2 separate regions of the Mus musculus genome follow, and region 1 is linked to region 2. The links are chromatin contacts, called in public HiChIP or PLAC-seq maps. All regions are on one chromosome and are shown on one strand. The core of a region is the stretch at or near the end of the contact, and the rest is flanking DNA. Distances in the headings are between cores, read along the strand shown.

What was found. HiChIP or PLAC-seq counts read pairs in DNA pulled down with a chosen protein or histone mark.
Region 1: an H3K27ac HiChIP or PLAC-seq map of VIP interneurons shows a contact between it and region 2, with 5 times the contacts expected there. The contact joins two enhancer-like sites. A contact is called at or near these places in 1 of 115 datasets of contacts at active chromatin or transcription factors (VIP interneurons) and 1 of 9 other capture datasets (embryonic stem cells).

What each region holds. Positions count from the first base shown.
Region 1 is chr5:43,098,760-43,105,427 of GRCm38.p6, forward strand. No RefSeq gene overlaps it. Among named protein-coding and RNA genes, the nearest start is that of Gm43700, 64 kb to the left of the region's middle. Within about 2 kb of position 5,237, at least 39 of the 459 cell types and tissues checked have an H3K27ac peak or open chromatin away from gene starts, as enhancers often do. A contact at or near this core is called in VIP interneurons, where this site is marked.
Region 2 is chr5:42,165,927-42,172,250 of GRCm38.p6, forward strand. The region is part of intron 1 of Gm16223 (predicted gene 16223); the gene reads left to right. Among named protein-coding and RNA genes, the nearest start is that of Gm16223, 100 kb to the left of the region's middle. Within about 2 kb of position 2,600, at least 21 of the 459 cell types and tissues checked have an H3K27ac peak or open chromatin away from gene starts, as enhancers often do. A contact at or near this core is called in VIP interneurons, where this site is marked.

The DNA of each region.
Region 1 (6,668 bases), core at 3,987-6,486, 940 kb after region 2:
CTCCAGTTCTGCACAAACTTTTTCACAAGATAGAAGTAGAAGGTATTCTACCCAACTCATTTTATGAAGCCACTATTACTCTGATACCTAAACCACAGAAAGATCCAACAAAGATAGAGAACTTCAGACCAATTTCTCTTATGAACATCGATGCAAAAATCCTTAATAAAATTCTCGCTAACCGAATCCAAGAACACATTAAAGCAATCATCCATCCTGACCAAGTAGGTTTTATTCCAGGGATGCAGGGATGGTTTAATATACGAAAATCCATCAATGTAATCCATTATATAAACAAACTCAAAGACAAAAACCACATGATCATCTCGTTAGATGCAGAAAAAGCATTTGACAAGATCCAACACCCATTCATGATAAAAGTTCTGGAAAGATCAGGAATTCAAGGCCAATACCTAAACATGATAAAAGCAATCTACAGCAAACCAGTAGCCAACATCAAAGTAAATGGAGAGAAGCTGGAAGCAATCCCACTAAAATCAGGGACTAGACAAGGCTGCCCACTTTCTCCCTACCTTTTCAACATAGTACTTGAAGTATTAGCCAGAGCAATTCGACAACAAAAGGAGATCAAGGGGATACAAATTGGAAAAGAGGAAGTCAAAATATCACTTTTTGCAGATGATATGATAGTATATATAAGTGACCCTAAAAATTCTACCAGAGAACTCCTAAACCTGATAAACAGCTTCGGTGAAGTAGCTGGATATAAAATTAACTCAAACAAGTCAATGGCCTTTCTCTACACAAAGAATAAACAGGCTGAGAAAGAAATTAGGGAAACAACACCCTTCTCAATAGCCACAAATAATATAAAATATCTCGGCGTGACTCTAACGAAGGAAGTGAAAGATCTGTATGATAAAAACTTCAAGTCCCTGAAGAAAGAAATTAAAGAAGATCTCAGAAGATGGAAAGATCTCCCATGCTCATGGATTGGCAGGACCAACATTGTAAAAATGGCTATCTTGCCAAAAGCAATCTACAGATTCAATGCAATCCCCATTAAAATTCCAACTCAATTCTTCAACGAATTAGAAGGAGCAATTTGCAAATTCATCTGGAATAACAAAAAACCGAGGATAGCAAAAACTCTTCTCAAGGATAAAAGAACCTCTGGTGGAATCACCATGCCTGACCTAAAGCTTTACTACAGAGCAATTGTGATAAAAACTGCATGGTACTGGTATAGAGACAGACAAGTGGACCAATGGAATAGAATTGAAGACCCAGAAATGAACCCACACACCTATGGTCACTTGATCTTCGACAAGGGAGCCAAAACCATCCAGTGGAAGAAAGACAGCATTTTCAACAATTGGTGCTGGCACAACTGGTTGTTATCATGTAGAAGAATGCGAATCGATCCATACTTATCTCCTTGTACTAAGGTCAAATCTAAGTGGATCAAGGAACTTCACATAAAACCAGAGACACTGAAACTTATAGAGGAGAAAGTGGGGAAAAGCCTTGAAGATATGGGCACAGGGGAAAAATTCCTGAACAGAACAGCAATGGCTTGTGCTGTAAGATCGAGAATTGACAAATGGGACCTAATGAAACTCCAAAGTTTCTGCAAGGCAAAAGACACTGTCTATAAGACAAAAAGACCACCAACAGACTGGGAAAGGATCTTTACCTATCCTAAATCAGATAGGGGACTAATATCCAACATATATAAAGAACTCAAGAAGGTGGACCTCAGAAAATCAAATAACCCCCTTAAAAAATGGGGCTCAGAACTGAACAAAGAATTCTCACCTGAGGAATACCGAATGGCAGAGAAGCACCTGAAAAAATGTTCAACATCCTTAATCATCAGGGAAATGCAAATCAAAACAACCCTGAGATTCCACCTCACACCAGTGAGAATGGCTAAGATCAAAAATTCAGGTGACAGCAGATGCTGGCGAGGATGTGGAGAAAGAGGAACACTCCTCCATTGTTGGTGGGATTGCAGGCTTGTACAACCACTCTGGAAATCAGTCTGGCGGTTCCTCAGAAAATTGGACATAGTACTACCGGAGGATCCAGCAATACCTCTCCTGGGCATATATCCAGAAGAAGCCCCAACTGGTAAGAAGGACACATGCTCCACTATGTTCATAGCAGCCTTATTTATAATAGCCAGAAACTGGAAAGAACCCAGATGCCCCTCAACAGAGGAATGGATACAGAAAATGTGGTACATCTACACAATGGAGTACTACTCAGCTATTAAAAAGAATGAATTTATGAAATTCCTAGCCAAATGGATGGACCTGGAGAGCATCATCCTGAGTGAGGTAACACAATCACAAAGGAACTCACACAATATGTACTCACTGATAAGTGGATACTAGCCCAAAACCTAGGATACCCACGATATAAGATACAATTTCCTAAACACATGAAACTCAAGAAAAATGAAGACTGAAGTGTGGACACTATGCCCCTCCTTAGAAGTGGGAACAAAACACCCATGGAAGGAGTTACAGAAACAAAGTTTGGAGCTGAAATGAAAGGATGGACCATGTAGAGACTGCCATATCCAGGGATCCACCCCATAATCAGCATCCAAACGCTGACACCATTGCATATACTAGCAAGATTTTATCGAAAGGACCCAGATGTAGCTGTCTCTTGTGAGACTATGCCGGGGCCTAGCAAACACAGAAGTGGATGCTCACAGTCAGCTAATGGATGGATCACAGGGCTCCCAATGGAGGAGCTAGAGAAAGTACCCAAGGAGCTAAAGGGATCTTCAACCCTATAGGTGGAACAACATTATGAACTAACCAGTACCCCTGAGCTCTTGACTCTAGCTGCATATGTATCAAAAGATGGCCTAGTCGGCCATCACTGGAAAGAGAGGCCCATTGGACACGCAGACTTTGTGTGCCCCGGTACAGGGGAACGCCAGGGCCAAAGGGGGGGAGTGGGTGGGTAGGGGAGTGGGGGTGGGTGGGTAAGGGGGACTTTTGGTATAGCATTGGAAATGTAAATGAGCTAAATACCTAATAAAAAATGGAAAAAAAAAAAAAAAAAAAAAAAAAAAAAAAAAAAAAAAAAAAAAAAAAAAAAAAAAAAAAAAAAAAAAAAAAAAAAAAATGCATGGTTTTAATCTGTAGGTTTGGGGGTGGGAAGTGTTGCAGGTTTCCTATTTATAAGGAACTCCCAGAGGAAGCGGCCCATGCTTTGAGTATCCACAAAGTAGTCAGCGAATAGAATTCAATGACTAAATTAACATTAGACAGAAAACCTACAGACCAGTATTTCTAAGTCTATGCACAGGAGACTGCTCTCAGACAGCCGCTTCTACTCGATGCATAGTGCCCCTGGGAACTCAGTGCACATGATTAGCACACTGCAGCTGAAAATGCCTCCAGTGGCCAGCTCCAACTTAGACGAGAACAGTTTGTATTCTACTAAGTTTGGTGCTCTGTGACCTCAATTTTTAGGGGAACTCTTCCTGAAGACTTTACACTACCCTGGTTGCTTAACCTGCCCATTAACGTCTTGATTTGGAAAAATGCCTTCTCAGCCAGCTCCATTCAGATGTAACACTGCCCATTCACATGAGACACCACACTCACACACACACACACACACACACACACACACACACAAACACTACCCTGATTGCCTAACCTGCCCATTAATTTGGAAAATGCCTTCTCAGCTAGCCCCATTCAAATAAAACAACACACACACATTCACACACACACACACACACACACACACACACATACACACACACAAACACTACCCTGATTGCCTAACCTGCCCATTAATTTGGAAAATGCCTTCTCAGCTAGCCCCATTCAAATAAAACAACACACACACATTCACACACACACACACACACACATAGACACACACACACTCACACACAAACACACACTCCAGTTTGATAAAGCCTTCAAAGCTGAAGCAATGCCCTTATGACACTGTCAAAAAACAAAGGCATGTGGGCTCTTGGTTTCCTTTGACAGCTTCTAATTTCCCCCTCCTCCCAATCTGAAGAGGAAGTAGAGACGGCTGAGGAAAAAGGCAGACAAGAACCCCCAGGAGATGAGGAGCTAGGAACTGAATATGTAGTGAGTCAGCAGGGAGGCTCAATGGGAAAGACTGGTAGTGTATGAAGAAGAAATTTTCAGTACTGATACGAGTGTTATAGAAAGACATCGTTTGCCATTGTGCACTCCAGAGTGATTCTACATGACAGTAAGAAGCAGTCCGCGTGAAAGTTATGTAAAAATAGGAGACAAAAGTTAAAGTTAGTGTGTGATCACATTTTGTGTGTTCTTATGTTTGCCTATGTCTTTGTGTAATTGTACATGCCTTTAGGGAAGCATAAGGTAGCGATTAAGAGCGTAGACATTGGGAAGTGGGGGGGAGAGCTTCATGGAAGATCTCTTGCTGCATAAGCGTGAGAACCGCCGTTGGAATCACAGAACCCACATAAATACTGTTTTGCCACAGTGCCCCACCTATAATTCATTTGAGGAAGAGTCTGGGTGTTCCAGGGGCTGGAATTAGCTGAATCTATGAGTTTCTGGTTCAGTGAGAGAACTTGCCTCTCTACATAGGATAGAAAGTCGTCAAGGAAGACGCCTAACATCTGTGCCTCCACATACCTACAGCATCCATAACACACATATCAGCATGCATGCACAAACACATCAAATACACACAGATGCTCATACATGAGCACCAAAAAAATCTCTTTTGCACAAGGTCATGGGGGATTGCATGAGATGATGCTTGGGAAGCACCTGGCACATTGGTTCAAACAAAGCACTCACCAGTGGGCGCCATTATCATAACGGAGGAAAAGAGACGGAGTGATCACAGACCATCCCTTACTCCTGGGCTTGGGTATGTATTTTGACTTACCAGACATCACACAGTGATGTGAATCTCTCCCTGTAGGGCTACAGATTTTGCTATATGCAGCTTTGTCTAATGAATCAATACCATACCCAACTGACTACCCTACTTAGTAAACCCTTAGTGCCTAATTCGTTTTTTCCTGGAAAACTTGGCACGGAGTATCACTCTATCAGGTTCATAGTATTCATAGCCTCACAAAAAGAACATTTGTTATGAATAGAATATGCATCGTTGGAGCCAACCAATCAGAATGTGTGCACACAGTTCTTTGGGTACACAGCTGAACAAACAGTGGGTGCCTCTGTGTTCTCTGGAAGAAGTCGCTGTGTCTTCCAACTGGAGGAGCCCCAAGGAAGCAGAACAGAGGCTATGTTCCAGTCCCCACTCCCTCGTCGGAGGGTCCTGTACTGGGCACATACTCCACCACAGTTGCTGGTAGCCCCGATAGCAGGCTGGTAGACAGGAAACATCCCTCTCTACAAGAGAACTCTGTTCAACTATCAATTAAGACATGAAGTGAGTTGGGACTTGTAAAGTGTGGGGTAGATGGATCTTACATAAGAAATGTATTTTCTCGGACTGACTTTGGATTTAGTTAAGTCATTCTCCATATTTCCTTTGTATTTTTCCTGGTACCCTTTAAATCCTCAGATAGAAAGTTCTCATTTTCTGTCTCTGTGGCTATGGGTTATTGAGGATGTGGCTTGTTTCAGCAAGTTGATTTCCTGCTGTGCCGGATTCCAAGGCAGATGAAACTGGGCCCTGGGAGAGCTTTATGTAAAGTCTCTTCTCTGCTTTGGCTGAGATGCTCCCAGAATACCCTTGTCTCTTTCTCGTGCTTTTAAGTGAAGTCTGTATTATACCCTCTGCTTCCAGCTTGCAGAAGCAGTGATCACTGGCAGTCTCACTTGGATGTCTCACCAAGAGGTTGATGAGGAAGATCTGACCAGTGTTACCCAAAGCAGTATGGTAGGTGCTCTGCCATTCTGTTGCTTAAGAATTTCTGTAGGAGGAATCAAAAAATCTTCTGTTACAATTACCGGGGAAAATTCAGCAAATTACCCCTGGTCATTCCACTGAGGGCTCTAGGCTCTAGATTCCAGCCTTGATAAGTTTAAGTGTCAAACATAGACATATAGCCATGTAGAAGACTTCTCTAAAAGCCCTCTGAGGTCCACAGACCACAGGACCAACAGTATCATGGCAAGAAGTGGTTCTATGCACGGTGGATTTGTCCATTTCTTTGCAATTGCATAGTATTTTTTTTCTAGCCCCGTGTGTCAAGTCTTAGAAAAATCTTCCTTGCTGGGAATTCTGCACTAACTGCTGTTAAGCCCTTCCCTGAGTTCTGCCCTTGTCTCTAATAGTCGTGGAACCAGATCAGCTCTCTGCTGTCCTGCCACATCTTCTCAGCTAGACATGAGATCTACCAGGGAGAATGAAGTTCATTTACACATATGTTGCCATACAACATGGCAAAGAAAAGGCTCAGGCTCGAGTCACAGGCCACCATAACCCTTCACCACCTGTAACTGTCTGCCCCGCAGCAAGTTTCCTTTCTTTTCAAAACTCAGTTTTGTCAACTGCAAAAGGTGTGTCTCTGTGTGTGTGTGTGTGTGTAGGGGGTCATCTAATATTAACTATCATCTTGTCTGTGAGAGATGTATTGATGATCCAGACGGAGTAACTATAAAGGACCTAGCACACAAAAGCACAGGCATCTCAAATGCTGTTATCATGAGGAAATAGTGGAAGTGTCTAGAGAAACACGGTGG
Region 2 (6,324 bases), core at 1,350-3,849:
ATTTGATTTTGTTTGCTTGGTTGAGTTTGTGAGACATGGTATTATGTAGCCTAGACTGGCTTTGAACCTTATATGTAGTCAAGGATCACCTTGAACTTCTGGTGCTCTTGCTATTTGCTTCCTCAGTGCTAGAATGACAGTGCAGCCTACTACACCTGTATGTTATAAAACTTTATTAATTTTCTAGTAATTTGAATTCATTATTCTCATGGTTTCAAACCTAAGCAACTCACTTAAATCCAGCCTTGACCCAGACCCAACACTGAAACTCTTGTCTGAAAACCCAAGGACTAAGTGATATGTTTTTGGTTGGCCACTATTCCTTTAGTGCAAGCATAATGTGCTTATTATAGGTGTGTGTGTGTGTGTGTGTGTGTGTGTGTGTGTGTGTGTGTGAGAGAGAGAGAGAGAGAGAGAGAGAGAGAGAGAGAGAGAGAGAGAGAGAGAGAGAATGACTATGCTGCCTAGGGGATGAGGCATACTTTTGTCCACAGAAATGTGCTATCTTCCCCTAAGTTAATTGTGGACCAAGTTTCTCTCATTCTCCTCATTCTCCCATTGACCCATGGCAAAATGCCACTGTAGAGACTTGGTCCTTTTCCAGTAGTGTCCACGAGACTCTCACATTTTCTCTGTGCTCTGGGACCAGCTTCTTTCCTGACTAACAACAGGATTTATATGAAGACTTACTGGTGCTTGTGTAAGTAAATGAATCACACCATGTGCTGTGTTGAATCCAGTGGGGTCAATGAAGAATAGAATCTGTGGTCTCCTCTGAATGTTCTCTGATGAACTAAGCTTGAAATGGTTTGGTGGGAAGTGAGAAAGGGTAGGGAGATATATATATAACCTAGCCATTACTATGAGTCACTGAGGGAAAGCAAACCAAGGTCTTTTGGAAGCTTAGATCCTTCAAGAATCCTCTTGGAAATATGATAAAATATTGTGATACTTTTCATTAAGAAAGGTATGTGTCATTACTATCAAGGGGCATCATGGTTATAGATACAGAAACCAGGGTTTAAAGAAGAGGAGAGGTTAGGAATTTGGGATCTGGATCCACACAAGTTGGGTCTGAAAACAGATTTGTTTAGTATCACTGAAAACTTGACCAAGTGACTCACCTCTCTTATTACTTTTATTACCATTATCATAATTTTATGATAAATGAGAGATATTTATGGATAGCCTATGGAGTTGTTTAAAGGATTGAATAACTATAGATAACATATTCAAAGTTATTCAGCATAGGCCTGAACTTAACGTAAACATCAAATACTGTAAGCTAGAGTTGTGGTTCATTATTTTATCATAAGCATGTTCCTTTTCACTTTGATGGGTTGAAAATGGAGCACAAATAATAAGTTGATGTTTTAAAGGCAATGGATCAGAAATGGAAGCTAATGGTGAGTGTGGTCTGGGTAGATGCTCATGGTCAAAGAAAGTGAGAAGGTATTCAGGACATTGAACTGTTTTCAGTGCATCCTCTTTGAGCTTACCAGGAAACTTTGTAGAGGTTCCAGGTAGTAGATTTACTTGGAAGCTGGAAGGGCCAGTAGACATTCCCTTGGGAGGTTGAATTAAGTTAAACATTTTCTCTAACATTCTCAGTTCCCAGGGTATATCAGAAGGGTGGCTTAGGTTCCGAATCCATTTAGCTTCACCCTTTGCTATGTGACTCTGGATATCCTCTAATGAAAGATGGAATCTTTGCCCATGTCTTGAATGGCTTTGTGACTAGTTTCCCAGTTCAAATCGAGATATCAAGAGAGCTGTGTGTTACTTTTTTTTCCCAAATTTTTATTAGGTATTTTCTTCATTTACATTTCAAATGCTATCCCGAAAGTCCCCCATTGCCCCCCCACCCCCGCTCTCCCACTTCTTGGCCCTGGTGTTCCCCTGTACTGTGGCATATAAAGGTTGCAAGACCAAGGGGCCTCTCTTCCCAATGATGGCCGACTAGGCCATCTTCTGGTACATATGCAGCTAGAGACACAAGCTCTGGGGGTACTGGTTAGTTCATATTGTTGTTCCACCTATAGGGTTGCAGACCCCTTTAGCTCTTTGGGTACTTTCTCTAGCTCCTCCATTGGGGGCCCTGTGTTCCATCCAATAGCTGACTATGCGCATCCACTTGTGTGTTTGCCAGGCACCGGCATAGCCTCACAAGGGATAGCTGGTGGAATCACCATGCCTGACTTACAGAGCTGTGTTTCTATGTCTCAACTCTTCTGCTATGCCGAGAAGAACATGCACAGTTGTTACTATGCTGAGTATGAGAGAGACAGAGACTAGCACTGAGTCACTTCATTTGAAGTCTGGAACAAGAGCTATCTCCAGGCTGTGAGTCAGGCAAGTGAAGCGGAGGGTGGGAGGGCAGAGGCATCCACAGAGACAGCCTGAACACAAGAATAATAAATGCTCTGGCACAGGAGGTTGGCTGTGTTTAATTTTTTCAAATGTCCCATTACTGGGTAGAAAGATAAATTAAAAGTGACCTTGGTAGTAGACTTTTATGTTATTCCTCACCTCTCATTTACTCACCCATTCACATGCACTGGCTGTGCATGATGTGTTAGCCTATACTAAGCATCGTTGTACAATCTCAGAGAAGGCAGCAGCATCTGCAGCAGGAAAATGTGGGTAGAAACTAGGTTATGCTGCAAGAGGGAAGATATTTCTACTTTTTTCACCAAAGCATTTTGATGACCTAGAACAGAAAACTGTATCTTAGTGGGTTTTTGATAAGTATTCGTTGTCTTAGGCTAACACAATGGCAGAACACATATGCATTGTCACGTATGAATATGTGCATGTTTGTGTGTGTTGTTTGCATGTGTGTTCCAGAAAACTAATTTACTGTTTGACAAGAATGGGTAGCCCCTTTGCTTCTGTTCTGATCGGGGATGGTAGGAATGAGTTGCCCTATTCTTTTATCTACTCATTTTTTTCCCTTCTTCCTACCGTGTCACAGGAGAAACTGTGCTGAGCTATAAAAGTACCTCCATAATAGAATATAGCTGCATAAATCAAAACAGCTTCTAACGGTTGTCTGCAGTAATAAATGCTATGGAGGCCGCCCAACTGGCAATGTAAGAGAGATCATACAAACCACTGCCTGCAGAAAACACAGCATCGTGAATAAACTCAGTCTTGAATTATTTATATATTTTAGGCCCTATTTTCTCTCCTTTATTCTGAATGCATGAGCATGATTTTCACTGAGAGCTGGGAATGTCTGGACTTGGCTCTAAAATAAAAACAACTGCAGATAATTGTGGGCTCAGTGTCAGGGTGAGGATGGCTGTGTTCTGTTGAGAACAGGGCAGGCAGTGTGGAGCAGTGAGTGGCTACTTCAAAGTAGTCAGAAGTGGTCCACTCTTACCAATATGGGTATCACCAGAGCTTTTTGAACCATCTAAGGGACATGCTGGTGTAGGAAGAACCCCAGGACCTGTCTCCTCTTCTCCTCCTCCTCCTCCTTCTCTTCCTCCTCCTCCTCCCCCTTCTTCTTCCTTCTTCTCCCTTCCCCTTCTCCCTTCTCTCTTCCTTCTCTCTTCCTTCTCTCTCTCTCTCTCTCTCTCTCTCTCTCTCTCTCTCTCTCTCTCTCTCTCTCTCTCTCCTTCCCCTATACAGCTGTGGCCTAGTTCACTTTTATACAGTAGGTTTCAACTTACAATTTTACTATATACTAAAACAAACAGAAAAATCCACGATGGTTTTATGTAAAAAGAAAGTTTATGAATCATTAGCCTTGCTGATCTCTGAGGCTCTTCCAAGTGAGCCTCTTGTCCTGCTGCCTGCTCAATTCTTTCATAGCCATTAGAAAATGTCAGTACCAGTACCTTGCTCTGGATCCATTGCAGGGTTTCTATAGTTTGTCTAAACATCAAGATTTTTGTTATCTAGTTTCCTCATGCATTGTTTACTCCTAATGACAAGGCACAACAGACTGGCTTAGCACAAAGAAAAGTGTCCTATTTTCAGTCATGGTTTGTGTTCAAGGCTTAGGGTCTGCACTTGGGAACTTCTTCTTGATAGCAGCACCCTTAGGTGACTCAGGACGTCATATGTCAAGAGGAACAGGGGAGTGACCCAGTGTTTCCCCATTTTCATAGAGAGCCAAAGAAAGTCAGTCACTCAATCGTGAGGCATTACTCTGATGATCTGATCTAATTTTAATTATTCCCAGAAGGCCCTATCTCTCAATACCATCTTCTAACTACCTCCCATGGGTTTTAATTTGAATATGAGCACTCAGTGGAGATCAGGCTACAAAGAAGGAATGAGAGAGTCTCTATCTTAATGCAATTTGCTGTTTATAGAAAGGTCCAGGAAATAAATACTTAAATCAAATCTGGAGAATGCATGTTCATACAGAAAAGTGAAATTCTGTGAAGTATACATCAATGATGATAATAACAAAATGGATGCTATTTATGTCTAGGATAACATCATCAGTCAATTAGGCTGAGGTAAATAGCTCACACAAAATCCATCAAACTTGCACCACAATTCTGTACATATGTTCTCTAGAGTGGAGAAATGGCCTACCCAAGGTTGCCTAGCATATAGAGGAAGAATGTGGGATATGTATTCCTTATTCACTGAGCCACAGTGATATTTTAATGATTCATATCCCTCTGGGTGCTCTGCAGAGCTGCAGAGACTGGGAAATGTAGGAGCACATGCTGAGAAAAGAAATTTTCTTAAGAATTGCACCTGCTTAAGGTATGGCCCTGTGTATATACATGTGCATGCACATACACACATATATACACAAACATTAATAAACTGTAATAGGTAGAAATTATTGAGCAGTCATGCACATAGACAGATGATGGTACAGGCTATGCCATCCTGACATGAGAATAAAGTTTCTTATTCTTCCTCTGGGACTCTTTCTCGTGTGTGTGTGTGTGTGTGTGTGTGTGTGTGTGTGTGTGTGTGTGTTCCGGTGCAAGCCAGAATAAGGAGTCAGGACCCTTAGAGTTGGAGTTACAGGCATTTGTACAACCCTGATTGCTACGTGGGTGCTGGCATCTGAACCCTGGTTCTCATGATTGTGTTACAAGCACTCTCAACCCATGAACCATCTCTCCATTTCCTTTCTCAAGGATTCTTTCTTCACACAACTTTCACTGCATGAACTTGGTTACAGTTTCATAAAGTCAAAGCTAGCTGAACCAGTGCTGCCTGGTCTTGAATTGCATTACTCTGCAGGTACCTTGATCCACCAAACTTGTATTTCAAACTTTAGAGGTCCTATTTCTTTCCATCAGTAGATGAAGGGAAAAATTTCTCAAGGCATTCATAATCCCTTCTCATTGTTTGGAATTGGTACTCTCTTCAAAGATTTTTAGCAGCCATTCCCAGTAGTCTTCTAATTTTAGCAGCCATTCTCAGTAGTCTTCTAATTTTACCAACTCTGAGTAGCAAGAGATCTCTCAGGTCGATAGAGATGTTGCTGCTGTTAAAGCATTTGAAATACCTATATAGCTACAGTACTGACTGGATACTCTAGACATGCTTATAACTGTGGGATGCTAGACACTACTGGTGAACTCTGAGGAGTCTGACACCTCCTCTCAGATGATGTCTTTAACAGTTCCATCCAGAGTTCTCCAGTTGTTCCCATTGTTAACTTCAGCACTCTTCTTCCATTTCAAGCTACTAGATCAGCTAAGTCTAAGTTTATCTAGAGAACCTAGACACATGAGTTAGGGATCTCTCTCTCTCTCTCTCTCTCTCTCTCTCTCTCTCTCTCTCTCTCTCTCTCTCTCTCTCTCTCTCTGTGTGTGTGTGTGTGTGTGCTCATATACCAGGACAGGAGAGTTTGATTTACAAAAACTGCTGCTTATGATCCTTCATCACCACATATTTTTATTTATTCTATCTCTTCAATGCATGATCCTCTGTCCTTTGAACTATCGCCAACACTTTATCCTAGGCAATATAAGACAACAATTTTGAGGATAGAGTCAGGTGAGTTCTCAGTTCATATTGCCTGTAAGACCTTAACGATGTTTCACAGACAGACAATAGCTTTAGGGACACCCCATGCTCCAGTTGTCAGGGGCAGGGGGGGGGACCTACATAAAGATTGTGCAGCACAGCTCCTATATATATATACACAGGAACTTGGTCTAGCCTGTATATGTTCTGTGGTGGGTGGCGCGTGGCTTAGTTCCTGAAAACTTAGAAATTTTAAATATGGTGTTGAGCAGTATACTGGCATGACTGAAATACACTTTTTGCATAAGTGGGTGACATGAATGAAGAAACCTTCAGTTGACGACAACTGATGAACAAGATTTAGAAGAT